Regions from separate parts of the Mus musculus genome. Here regions 1, 2 and 3 are each linked to region 4. Evidence: chromatin contacts called from public ChIA-PET and promoter capture Hi-C data. All regions are on one chromosome and are shown on one strand. Each heading gives the region's core, a stretch centred on a gene start, on an enhancer-like site or on the middle of the called end of the contact. The rest is flanking DNA. Distances are from core to core; before and after follow the strand shown.

Evidence for each region. Promoter capture Hi-C pulls out the DNA fragments that hold promoters and counts their contacts. ChIA-PET counts read pairs in DNA pulled down with a chosen protein or histone mark.
Region 1: a promoter capture Hi-C map of macrophages shows a contact between it and region 4, with 6 read pairs. The contact joins the enhancer-like site here to the promoter of Osgin2 in region 4. A contact is called at or near these places in 5 of 39 promoter capture datasets (the C10 cell line, the HPC-7 cell line, hematopoietic stem and progenitor cells and 2 more), 1 of 15 datasets of contacts at CTCF or cohesin (CD8 T cells), 2 of 484 Hi-C or Micro-C datasets (bone marrow-derived macrophages and liver), 3 of 115 datasets of contacts at active chromatin or transcription factors (CD8 T cells, bone marrow-derived macrophages and microglia) and 2 of 9 other capture datasets (adipose tissue and liver).
Region 2: a contact with region 4 is called in an RNA polymerase II ChIA-PET map of effector CD8 T cells, with 74 read pairs. The contact joins the enhancer-like site here to the promoter of Osgin2 in region 4. A contact is called at or near these places in 2 of 39 promoter capture datasets (the C10 cell line and macrophages), 1 of 15 datasets of contacts at CTCF or cohesin (CD8 T cells), 4 of 115 datasets of contacts at active chromatin or transcription factors (CD8 T cells, bone marrow-derived dendritic cells, bone marrow-derived macrophages and 1 more) and 3 of 9 other capture datasets (adipose tissue, liver and macrophages).
Region 3: a promoter capture Hi-C map of macrophages shows a contact between it and region 4, with 7 read pairs. The contact joins the enhancer-like site here to the promoter of Osgin2 in region 4. A contact is called at or near these places in 2 of 39 promoter capture datasets (the C10 cell line and macrophages), 12 of 484 Hi-C or Micro-C datasets (B cells, the C2C12 cell line, CD4 T cells and 9 more), 6 of 115 datasets of contacts at active chromatin or transcription factors (CD8 T cells, bone marrow-derived macrophages, effector CD8 T cells and 3 more) and 5 of 9 other capture datasets (adipose tissue, bone marrow-derived macrophages, liver and 2 more).

What each region holds. Positions count from the first base shown.
Region 1 is chr4:16,124,848-16,127,547 of GRCm38.p6, forward strand. All of the region lies in intron 9 of Ripk2 (receptor (TNFRSF)-interacting serine-threonine kinase 2), which reads right to left. Among named protein-coding and RNA genes, the nearest start is that of Ripk2, 37 kb to the right of the region's middle. Within about 2 kb of position 1,439, at least 8 of the 459 cell types and tissues checked have an H3K27ac peak or open chromatin away from gene starts, as enhancers often do.
Region 2 is chr4:16,100,743-16,103,602 of GRCm38.p6, forward strand. No RefSeq gene overlaps it. Among named protein-coding and RNA genes, the nearest start is that of Ripk2, 61 kb to the right of the region's middle. Within about 2 kb of position 1,414, at least 76 of the 459 cell types and tissues checked have an H3K27ac peak or open chromatin away from gene starts, as enhancers often do. A contact at or near this core is called in CD8 T cells, bone marrow-derived macrophages, effector CD8 T cells and 1 more, where this site is marked.
Region 3 is chr4:16,080,595-16,083,294 of GRCm38.p6, forward strand. No RefSeq gene overlaps it. Among named protein-coding and RNA genes, the nearest start is that of Osgin2, 68 kb to the left of the region's middle. Within about 2 kb of position 1,442, at least 24 of the 459 cell types and tissues checked have an H3K27ac peak or open chromatin away from gene starts, as enhancers often do. A contact at or near this core is called in bone marrow-derived macrophages, hematopoietic stem and progenitor cells, macrophages and 3 more, where this site is marked.
Region 4 is chr4:16,012,318-16,015,137 of GRCm38.p6, forward strand. Osgin2 (oxidative stress induced growth inhibitor family member 2) reads right to left here and starts at 1,571. Exons shown (of 6, transcript NM_145950.5): 1 at 1,370-1,571. The coding sequence starts at 1,413.

The DNA of each region.
Region 1 (2,700 bases), core at 189-2,688, 110 kb after region 4:
ACACAGTCATCTTGCCAGCCCTGCAAATACTTTTTAGAGTAATAAACATTTATACTGAATGTTTTTTTCTTACTATCAGTGCTTGCCTGGTCTATGCTTATAAATCATAATTTCCCATCTTCTCACAGTCTCATACTTCTTCCCTGTGAATTCCCCCTTTTCCACTTTAAATATGTCTTATGTATATCTGTCAAATACATGGACTTTTAAGTGTAATAAATCTGTACTTGACATGTGTTTTCTACTTTCTCCTTTAGAAAACAATTTCAGTGCTCCAACTGTTTATCCTACTTCAAGCTTATGTAATTATCTTTCTGTCACCATTGAACACCCAGTCCCTTCAACATTCTCAGAGGCTCACTGCACATCACCTCCCCAAAGGGCACTGATGACGACTCAAAGACTCAAACAAACATAACATAAAAAAGGTGTAAATCTTAATCATCATCTGTCTTAACCCTAGCCCCACTTTAGTCCTTAGTTCTAACGGCTGTGAGTGCTCACAGCTTAACAATGTAGCACTCAGTCCTTAGTTCTAACAGCTGTGAGTGCTCACAGCTTAACAATGCAGCACTCAGTCCTTAGTTCTAACAGCTGTGAGTGCTCACAGCTTAACAATGCAGCACTCAGTCCTTAGTTCTAACAGCTGTGAGTGCTCACAGCTTAACAATGCAGCACTCAGTCCTTAGTTCTAACAGCTGTGAGTGCTCACAGCTTAACAATGTAGCACTCAGTCCTTAGTTCTAACAGCTGTGAGTGCTCACAGCTTAACAATGCAGCACTCAGTCCTTAGTTCTAACAGCTGTGAGTGCTCACAGCTTAACAATGCAGCACTCAGTCCTTAGTTCTAACAGCTGTGAGTGCTCACAGCTTAACAATGCAGCACTCAGTCCTTAGTTCTAACAGCTGTGAGTGCTCACAGCTTAACAATGCAGCACTCAGTCCTTAGTTCTAACAGCTGTGAGTGCTCACAGCTTAACAATGCAGCACTCAGTCCTTAGTTCTAACAGCTGTGAGTGCTCACAGCTTAACAATGCAGCACTCAGTCCTTAGTTCTAACAGCTGTGAGTGCTCACAGCTTAACAATGCAGCACTCAGTCCTTAGTTCTAACAGCTGTGAGTGCTCACAGCTTAACAATGTAGCACTCAGTCCTTAGTTCTAACAGCTGTGAGTGCTCACAGCTTAACAATGTAGCACTCAGTCCTTAGTTCTAACAGCTGTGAGTGCTCACAGTTTAACAATGTAGCACTCAGTCCTTAGTTCTAACAGCTGTGAGTGCTCACAGCTTAACAATGCAGCACTCAGTCCTTAGTTCTAACAGCTGTGAGTGCTCACAGCTTAACAATGCAGCACTCAGTCCTTAGTTCTAACAGCTGTGAGTGCTCACAGCTTAACAATGCAGCACTCAGTCCTTAGTTCTAACAGCTGTGAGTGCTCATAGCTAAACAATGTAGCACTCAGCTTTATGGCCTCCTCCCTCAGCTCAGGTAAGCAGTCAGAAGGTGTCAGGGAGTTGCCCTAATTTCTCACACCACCTTCCCTGTTTTCCCTTTTAACTGCCCTGACTCCAAGCCTCCTCTTGACTTCAAGTGGCTTCTGCAGGGCTATCACGGTGGCTCAGTGGGTCAAGGCGCTTGCTTCACTTAAATCTGATTCCCAGACTCCACAGTGGAAGGAGATAAGTGACTCTCAAAGATGACTTCTGATCTGTACACGTGCACTGTGATGGTCTAGCCCTACCCATCCCCCACCCCCTAACAAGAGATTTAATTTTTTTATCTAATTCCAGCCATGATGAACCTTCCTAAAGCAAAAATTTGTATATGATAGCCTTCTTTAAGAGTTACTTCCTCCTGAATTTAGAAGCCTAAGTAATATTAGTGAAATGTAGTATTTTTTAAAAATTGATTAATTTTTTAATTAAAAATATATGTATGTATAAGTGTTTTATTCTGCATTTATGTCTATGCACTGTGCATGCTTGGTGTCTATGGAGGCCAGAATAGGGTGGGAGATCTTTTGGAGCTGCAGTCGTGGCAGTTCTGAGACACTGTGTGGGAATCAGGCATGATTGCTCTGGAACAACAGTAAGCACCCTTTCCACTGAGCTCTCTCCAGTCCCTAGGAATTCTTGCAGATATCACTGTAATCCTCCTTAATCTTTTATCTCTTCATTTTTACTCTATCTACAAGACAAACTAAATTACTCATGTCACCCGTTTCCTTGCTTCTGGACTCCATATTGTTCTTTTTACGGAATGCCTGTCATAAGTAGAGGTCAGCTTTCAGCCAGAAATACGGTCTTCATGATGACATAATAGAGTGACATTCGCCAAAGTAAAGTATTCATCAAAGAGCCTGGCATTACTCAAGTCTTGGGTCTGCTAGCTACTTGCTAAGTGATCCAGAGTTCATAATCTGTCAACAAGGACTAAGACTGGCTCCCTCACACAGCTATTAAAAAAAATACTTTCTTAAGAATGTGTCTTGTTTCCTGTAGTGATGTGATATATATATATATATATATATATATATATACACACACATATATTATATATAAGTTTTCCATCATGATTACAGAGTGCCTTTAATATAAACATATTTGTTCATCATGCTACTGCTACCTTTACATATGTAGCCTTGTTACTTTAAAAAAATGGATCATGAATGCAAATCAGAAATGAGTTCCACGCACACCA
Region 2 (2,860 bases), core at 164-2,663, 88 kb after region 4:
TATCTAATAGCAAATCAGAGAAGCAGAAATGGCCTTGTTTCCTGCTTGTCCATCAAAAGGGGTTGAGTATAGAGAATCTGAGGTTTAGTGTTGGTTTTGACTTCATGTCCTGCTCATTTCTAACTACCCCTGACCCAGACTGGGTCTTGTAGAGACTCCAAAAGTTGTAAGATGTAATTCTTTCGGGTTAATGAGATATTTCATTAGAAAGGGTGCTTGTTGCCGAGTCTCCCAATCTGAGTTTGGTCCTGGGAACTTAGGGGGTGGATGGAGAGAACTGACTTCTGAAAGTTATTTTTACCTTTGTGACATGGCAAATGCACATGTATACACACATGTATACCCCCTCACTGAATGAAATGTAGTTTAAACAAATGAAAACACAGTTACAAAGCCATATCTCTATTATTTGAAAACTATATATAAAAATATTTTCAGGTATATGGATACACAACATGAATAGGACAGAACAGGACAATTCTAAATCAATAATTGTTTCATAAGACACACATCAGATTTTTGAACAGAATTGAACAGAAGAACAGAGTCTGGTGGGAATTGCCCCACGTGGTCAATACTCAAATTGTAGACGATATGCCCTTCTCTTGAGCCTAGCAAATGCATGTGAGAACCATGTTTTAATGATACCAGACAGATATTCTGGAAATGCTGTGGCTGTACTTTTCTTCTTCTTAAAGTAGGGCTGACCTTTGCCTGTGTTTGCTGCTTCCTTTTGTCACTTACTAGGAGTTAGGGGAAGGGTGTGGTAGAACAATGTGCTGCAATAGGAAATGTAATGGAACCAAAAAAAAAAAAAAGAAAGAAAAAGAAAAAAAAGAAAAAGAGAAAAGAAAAAGAAAAAAGGAGCTTTCCTCAGAGAAATGCAGACTACATCACTCAGCACTAGTGTGGAGAAAGAAGGGGTGGCAGAGAGGTCACAGAAGCTGGAAGCAGAGGACATGAGAGCAGATGTGAGCAGAGTTGTGGGTAGGCATATGGTCTTGGATAAATCCCCATGAAAGTCCTCTGAGTGATCTAGTTCACTCAGCCCTAAGACAAGAATGACAATTCTCTGAACAGCAGCCAGTTTTCACAGAGCTTGTTACAGTAAGTTAAACAGTATGAGCAAGACCGGTTGTTTATTTCAATAAAAATAGAGTGCTCAAATGATTTTGAGAACTGCTCATCACTGCTATTCATGATTCTAAAGTAGAAACAGCAGCTTAAAATCAATCATGCAAGCCAGCCCATCTCCTAATATCGTCTTTTGTCTCTGAAAGCTTTCTGCCTGCTCACTGTTATTCTAGCAAACTGCAGAAGCAGTGTCATGCTCAGTTAGGAAAGTGACCATGGGCACACTGGGAAAGTGCGGCATGCAAACACAGTGTGAGTTAACGTGGTGTGCTCAGCCTGCTTCTCGGTGCTCATCATGTGGCTCCCTGCCCTTCCTGTTGGTCCTGTCAGCACTTTCCCACAGTAGTATGTGGTTATGTGATTATCCTGACTGACAGCCATGTGAGGCGTGTGATGTGATAGGGCCGTTGCATGCTTTCTCACATCCCAGAAGGCTAAGCCATTCAGTGTGGGTTGTGTTCAGGCAGAACTAGTCAAAGGCAAAAATGGTAGAGTAAAAAAGTCCCCATTTAACCATTTGAAATTCCTGAAATGCTTTGATAAAAATGAGAAGTCATCAAGGTGTATGGCCGCTGATTATGATAAATACTGAAACCAGAAGCTATTGTTTTCTCTTTGCTCAGCTTTGACAATGTCTAGTCTCCCCTCCTGCCCCATAATATGATAATTAATAAGTTCAATTTGTTAGTACAGGATGTGGCCAGTGTAATAATAGGATGTGGGCATTGAACATAGCTAAGTATGTTATTGCTAAGTTTCTGAGAGAGGAGGAGAAGACAGGGAAACAGATATATTAGAAAGTTATTGAGAGAACTGAGAGTGGGGGCATATGCCTTGAATCCCAGCACTCTGATGGCAGAAGCAGGCAAATCTCAGAGTTCTAACACAGCCAGGGCAACATAAGAAGCCATGTCTTGAAAACCAAAACCAAAACCAAAACCAAACAAAAGTTATTGAGAACCTACAGTTTACTTTAGCACTATCTAAAGTGAAATGAAATGGACTTAAGGCTGTTTAAGACATTGATAAATTATACAGACAATGGCAACACTGGGCCCATGATGATAATACGTATATAGAAAATATGTAGAAAACTATCAGTGAATTCCAAGATGCTCAATGACAACAGAACATAAGTGTATTACACCATAATACCATATATGTTGCAAATAGCTAGATTGACTTTCTCTCAAATACCACACACTACATTCATAAAGGAACATCAGACCACAATGTGTTGACATGTTAGACCTCAAAAATGTTTCTTCCCTTTTTTCTTTCCCTTCATTATACTGAGAGTTAGAATTTATTTATTTAAAAGGGTAAACTTTCCATTATGATGATGATGATGATGATGACAGTGGTGGAGATGATGTTTATATGGTGTGTGGTTGGAAAAACATGGAGGTCAGAGGACAAGTTGGTTCCTTTTTTCCATGGTGGGATCTGGGAAAAAAAAGGTCACTAATCTCATTTCTATTGTGTTGATAAAACACCATGACAAAGGCCAGAAATAAGTTTATTTTAGCTTACAGTTCCAGATTACAGGTCATCATTGTAAGGAAGTTAAGACAGAAACTTCAAGTATCTGGTCATATTATACCCTCAGTCAATGGTGGAGAGAAATGAGTCCACAAAGGCTCAGGAATCAGATAGCTTTTTCTATTCTCATACAGTCCAAGGCCCCAAATCAGGGAATAATAGTATTGTCCACATTAGGCTGGGA
Region 3 (2,700 bases), core at 192-2,691, 68 kb after region 4:
AGCAAGTGTTCTATAATTGAGCTAACCCAGGCCCCAAACTTAATCTTAGAAATCTCTCTTAATGTTCAATGCCCACCTTTACTCTGCTTTTATAGGTTCAGAACTTCCAACTCCCCAGAAACTCTACAGATACTAAACCTACTTGTCTGGGCACTTTAAGTGGTGATCTCTGTTGTATTTCTGTAGTGTTCAGTTCTACTTTTTGGTGCTTTTCATTTCACCTTCCTGGTTGGTTGAGTGTAGAGGACACAGGTTACAGATAGTTTTAGAGAAATCAGAATTGTTAAACACTTTTTCCCCCCTAACATAATATTTGTACTGATTACTTGGGAATTTCACATAATGCACCCTGATCACTTTTGCTTCTCAGTCTTCCAAGGTCCACCTCCATTACCCTTGTGACACCCTTCCTCCAAAAAAAAGAAAAAGAAGAAAAAGAAAATTAAGAAAACAAAACAAAAGTCAATTTGTGTTACCCATGTGCTCACGGGAGCATGGTTAAACACCCAGTAGCTTGTCCCTTAAAGGAAACTGAGCCCTTCCCCACCTACTCCCAGTAGAAGCCATAAATTGTGGGGAGCTACATTTCAGCATCCTTGCCATAAAACTTAAGAGTTCTCTTTGATGGCTTCCTTTCTAGGCTGTTACTTATTTTGGGAAGTGGGGTTAGGGGTTGTCACAGAGACCTTTAATGTGTCTGCAGTCATTGATACTACTGCAATAACAAACAAATAGACAGACAGACAGACAGACAGACAGACAAACAACCTTCCCTGCCATTTACAATCAGCACCATCATGGATCATGGACTTCCACTAGGTTTCTTGAGACAACACAGACCACAGACATCCACAGCCCTCTGTTGGTAGCATGTGCTACAGACCTCAGCATGCTCTCCAGTGACAGTACAGAACCCCAAAGCATGGGCATCAACATGGACCCCTGCCGCAGCGTGGGCCACAGACACCATCATAATAGATAGCCATTGGAGGCAACATAGGACACAGACATCAGCAGGGCCTCTGGGGCAGCATGGGTCATGGATACCAGTATGGACCCCAGTGGCAGCCTGACCAGTTCTGTAGACATCAATATGGTCTCCAAAGGCTGGATATCCCAGCTTATATATTGACTGTGAGGTGACTGCATAATTCTGTTGGGAAAATATTTTGCTTTCAAAGTTCTTTATGGTATGGACTTGGGGACATTTAGCCATTATGTACCAGCATCACTATAGCCCATGAAGTACTCAAGTTTTTCCAAAAGCCCCTCTAAATTTTCTAAAATGTACTAGGTTTATTTTTATTAAATTTGCCTCCTCTGCCATATCTATAGGATTTAGGAAGAAGGGTAAATGCATGTACTAACTCAGGCAACATTAAGGCAATTATCAGTGAGCTCTACGGTGGCTCTCAGGAACCTCACCCAGAGAATGGCTCTTAGAAGAGGATTCCTTCCCTGTTCTTTCATGAGAACAGCCAGTGTTCATTTCTCTTGTACTTCTCCCATTCTTTGTTATCTATTGTAGGTTATAGTAAGCTATTTCTCTGCTGGTGAAATGAGACAATTCAATCCAGATTAAAGTATATAAAAGTACTCTTGAGCTGGCTTACTGGTCCCTTCCAAGGAAAGAGGCCAGAGAAGTCACTGCGGAGAGGCGACAAAGGGAATGGGGAAGTGAAAGAGAAAAAGAGCATACTCCAGGAGAGAGAGAAAATGCAGAGAGCGAGAGTGAGAACAAGAGCAAGAGTGAGAGAGCAAGAGAGGGAGGGAGGGAGGGAGGGATGAAAAGAGGAAGGGAGGGAGGTAGAGAGGAAGGGAAGGGGGGAGACACCAAAATGTCTAGATAATATATTAAAGAGCTTCTGGGAAAGGGGAAGCCCAGCCCATGGGTTTGAGTGTTCATGGGAGAGGGTGCAGTAGCCCTGTAACATGTAGAGACTGTGGGATGCTGGTGGAACCTGGAGACCAAGTCTGCTTTGGTATGCAAAATGTGCATCTCAGCTGTTTGTCCGTGGTCTGAACCTCAGCAGGTTATTGAGAGCTGTTTGTGGCTGATGTGGGTAATCCTTTCAGAGCTCTTTACTTTAATAATGAAAATAACTATATGACCTTGTCTTTTCTCAGCTATCAATGGGACTTTAGTTCCTTCTAAACATATTATTTTATCTTTTGAGTCTTGGAACTTTCCATTAGAGATCTTAATAAAAAAGAAGCATTTTAGATGTAATAAACAACTATAATTAAGAGAAACATTTTGCAACTCAATTTTTCCTCCTATTAAATACTGTATCACCATCACTAACAATAGGGAATTCCTTTTGTCTACTGTCTCCAACCTTGAAGAGTTCTTCAGAAGTAAAGGGTCATTTACAGCTTGGCCTTCTTAGTATTTTTCATTAAGGTCTGTCCAAGAAGAATCTCATTTTATTCTTGATGTGACTCCTTTCCTTTTAGCTTTTGTGCATGTGCTTTGAGAAATTAAAGGTTTTAAAATAACTCCCCAAGACATGCTGATAGCTCAAGCACATTAACATAGACAAGGAATTAATGTGAAAGCATGAGTAATAGTGAGATACATAGAGTTTGATAGCAAATTCAAAAGAATGTGTCGGTGAGGCATCTCATGTCATAGCTCCCACTGCTGAGGAGGCACTGCTGGCTGTGTGGTAACTCTTCTCTGTTGAAAAGACACACCCA
Region 4 (2,820 bases), core at 321-2,820:
CTCACACATGGATGCTACTTGAGGCTGCTGAATGAATGGGGGAAGACAAGGAAGCAGTACTTCTTATAGCTTGACTCTTAAAAGGTCTCTAATGATACATTTAACTATAATAATGTAGCAAACACGGTTTCTTCTCTCCCAACACTAAACTGTAGCAAACACTTTTCACTCCCTCCCCTAAATTTCTCTGCACAGAGATAAGAGGATGGATGGTATTTACCACATAGCCTCAGAGTAAGAATTCCAAGCTCTCCCCTTACCGCTCAACAGTACCCCAAAGGTGTCAGGAGACTTTCAGAGGGTTATTTTCTAAAAGAAATGTAGCTCCCCAAGAGGCTTCAAATTTTCACTCCAGCCTGCTTTTTACAATACTCAAAGTGGACGATGTGTACATACACAACAATCTGTCTAGAACATAGAATCCAGCAGTCTTTGGCATAAAACTTTTCTAGATCTAGAATTTAAAGTCTCCTTACAAACTCAGGAGGTTGGGCAGACCTAGGTCGTTGCTATTACAGCAGGAGTCTGATTTCTCTGCACCTCACATTCTTTTTTAACCTCTTCTGTGAAGGTTATTAAATACACACGACATTTATCTATATCACATAAAATAAGCTCTGTGATTTGTATTGATGACAGTCACAAATACTGTGACTTGTGGCTCACATTAGTAAAGAAAGCAATGTTAGTATTTTTAGAAATGATATTAATATCCTTTCCACCCAAGTTAATGTTTCACCTAAATTCTATGAGCCTCTATTAAACAAGTCTTTATCAGTTTATTCTGTAACATTCACACATGTAAAGCCAGTTCCCAGAGTCCTTACTAAACGTAACATTTCATCCCATCCAGTTTCTTGTACTTTTGATCTTATTCTGTAATTCCCCGAAGTGTTGGTCAATTGTTCTGAATCTAGAACATACGTTCATTCATCTTTGAAACTATTGTTTTTCTCACCGTAAGAAACTTTCATCATAATTTGAGTATAAAACTGCCACTTCCTAAATTTCTCCATTCTAACATGGCTTTACATCACTCATACCTTAGTAAGTCACGACCCACTGTCACTACATGACACATTCTTCTCCACTTCCCTTCAAGCCAGTAACTTATGTTATTAGATTTTTAAAAGATCAAAAATTCAAAGGAGGCTCTTCACAGATTTTCAAATTTACCATTTACATGTAACCGACTCACCGCCGGCCTAGCCACTCTCGCCGTCCTGTGACCCGCGCGGTCCAGGAACAAGAAGAGGGGACAAGAAAAGAGCGGGGTCCACGGAGCTCCGAGCAGCGCCGGCCCAGCGGGCGGCGGCCGAGGAGCACACGCTGCAGAGCCAGCTCCGACCCATCCCGGGGGGAAAGTCACCTGAAATGACCGGCCAGGGAGCAGCGGCAGCACCACACAGGCATGGAGAGCGGCTGCCGTCCTCCGGGAGGGCCGACCGCGGGCTGGTCCCGGCGCGCGCTCTGCCTGCACCGCGGCTCACAGGCGCGGGAGTCTGTCCCCGGCCAGCGGCTTCCGCTCCTCCCCGCCGGCGGCAGGGCGGCGCAGCGAGTGATGAGCGCCGCGCTGGGGGCGGGACCGGGCGCTGCGACGGCGACGCGCGGCTCCGCCCACCAGGTGCGGCGCGTGGACGAGGCCGCCGATTGGTGGAGTCGCGGCGAGGGGCGGGTCCACGGAGAGGGATGCGCAGGGCCGCGGCGCTGCGGTCCGGGTCCTCACGAGGCCTAGGCTCGGGGCTCGGGGTGCGTTCTCGGTGCCCGCTCTTGGGATTGCGGAGCAGAAGAGGGGAGGCTTCTACCTCAGGCCTGCGGGTCTCAGGGAAGTCCGGCCGCGAGAACCTACCTGAGCTCACGTCCTCGCACTGTCTCGGGTGCATCTGGCCTCGGCCCCCGCATCGCGGCCACCCAAAGACTCCCACAAACCTTAGGTGCTCCGGCCGCTCGCCTGGCGCTCCCCCTGGCCATGTTCAGCCTCCCTTCTTAAAGAGCGCCGCTCCACCATTCCCCGGACTGGGCAAGGCCTCACTCAGCCATGCAGAGACTAGTGGGGAAAGGGGCTGGGCCAGAAAAGATGTTTTGAGTCTCTCCAGGTGTCTTTGAGTCAGCACAGGGAGTGCATCCAACTTGGTATTTATCCAAAGTTAAAAGGTGAGGGTGGACACTGTCAGAGCGATTAATCACCTTAATTAATTAATTAATCTGCTCCGACAACGCCTTCACCCATCTCCGTTATTGGGGGGCGGAGGGGAGCAGTTAAAACACTTGTATGTTTATGTCTTTAAAAGAAATTCTCTTTAAGAATGTTGGTTGGAGTCTGCATTTTTTAAAAGAACTCATCCTGGCAGAACATTGGCCCATGCCTTAATTTCAGCCCTGGGAAAGCAGAGGCAGGTGGATCTCCATGAGTTCAAGTCTAGTTTGATCTACATAGGACAGCCAGGACTTTGTAGAGAGACCCTGTCTCAAAAAGAAAGAACTCAGCGTGCCTCCAGGATTCCATATCTAAAAGGTGTATTCACCGGATTTTAAAAATTGTTTTTCTCCTCTTTGAAAATAATGGCAGTATGAGCTCATTTTACGTTTAATGTGTTAACAGTTGTGAAGGAGAAAGGGAAGAAGAAGCTGCGTCTGCCGAGACATTGACTAGAACTGCATTATAGTGGGAAGCTTGGATTGCTGCAGGTCCATCCAGAGGCTAATTACCTTATCTAGGCTAGATCTAGCACTGCAGAACACTAGCTATTTGTCCAACTCTATGTGTGAACTAACGTCTTGTGACTAGAAGATTAAAAACTTTTTGGAATCTATTGACTA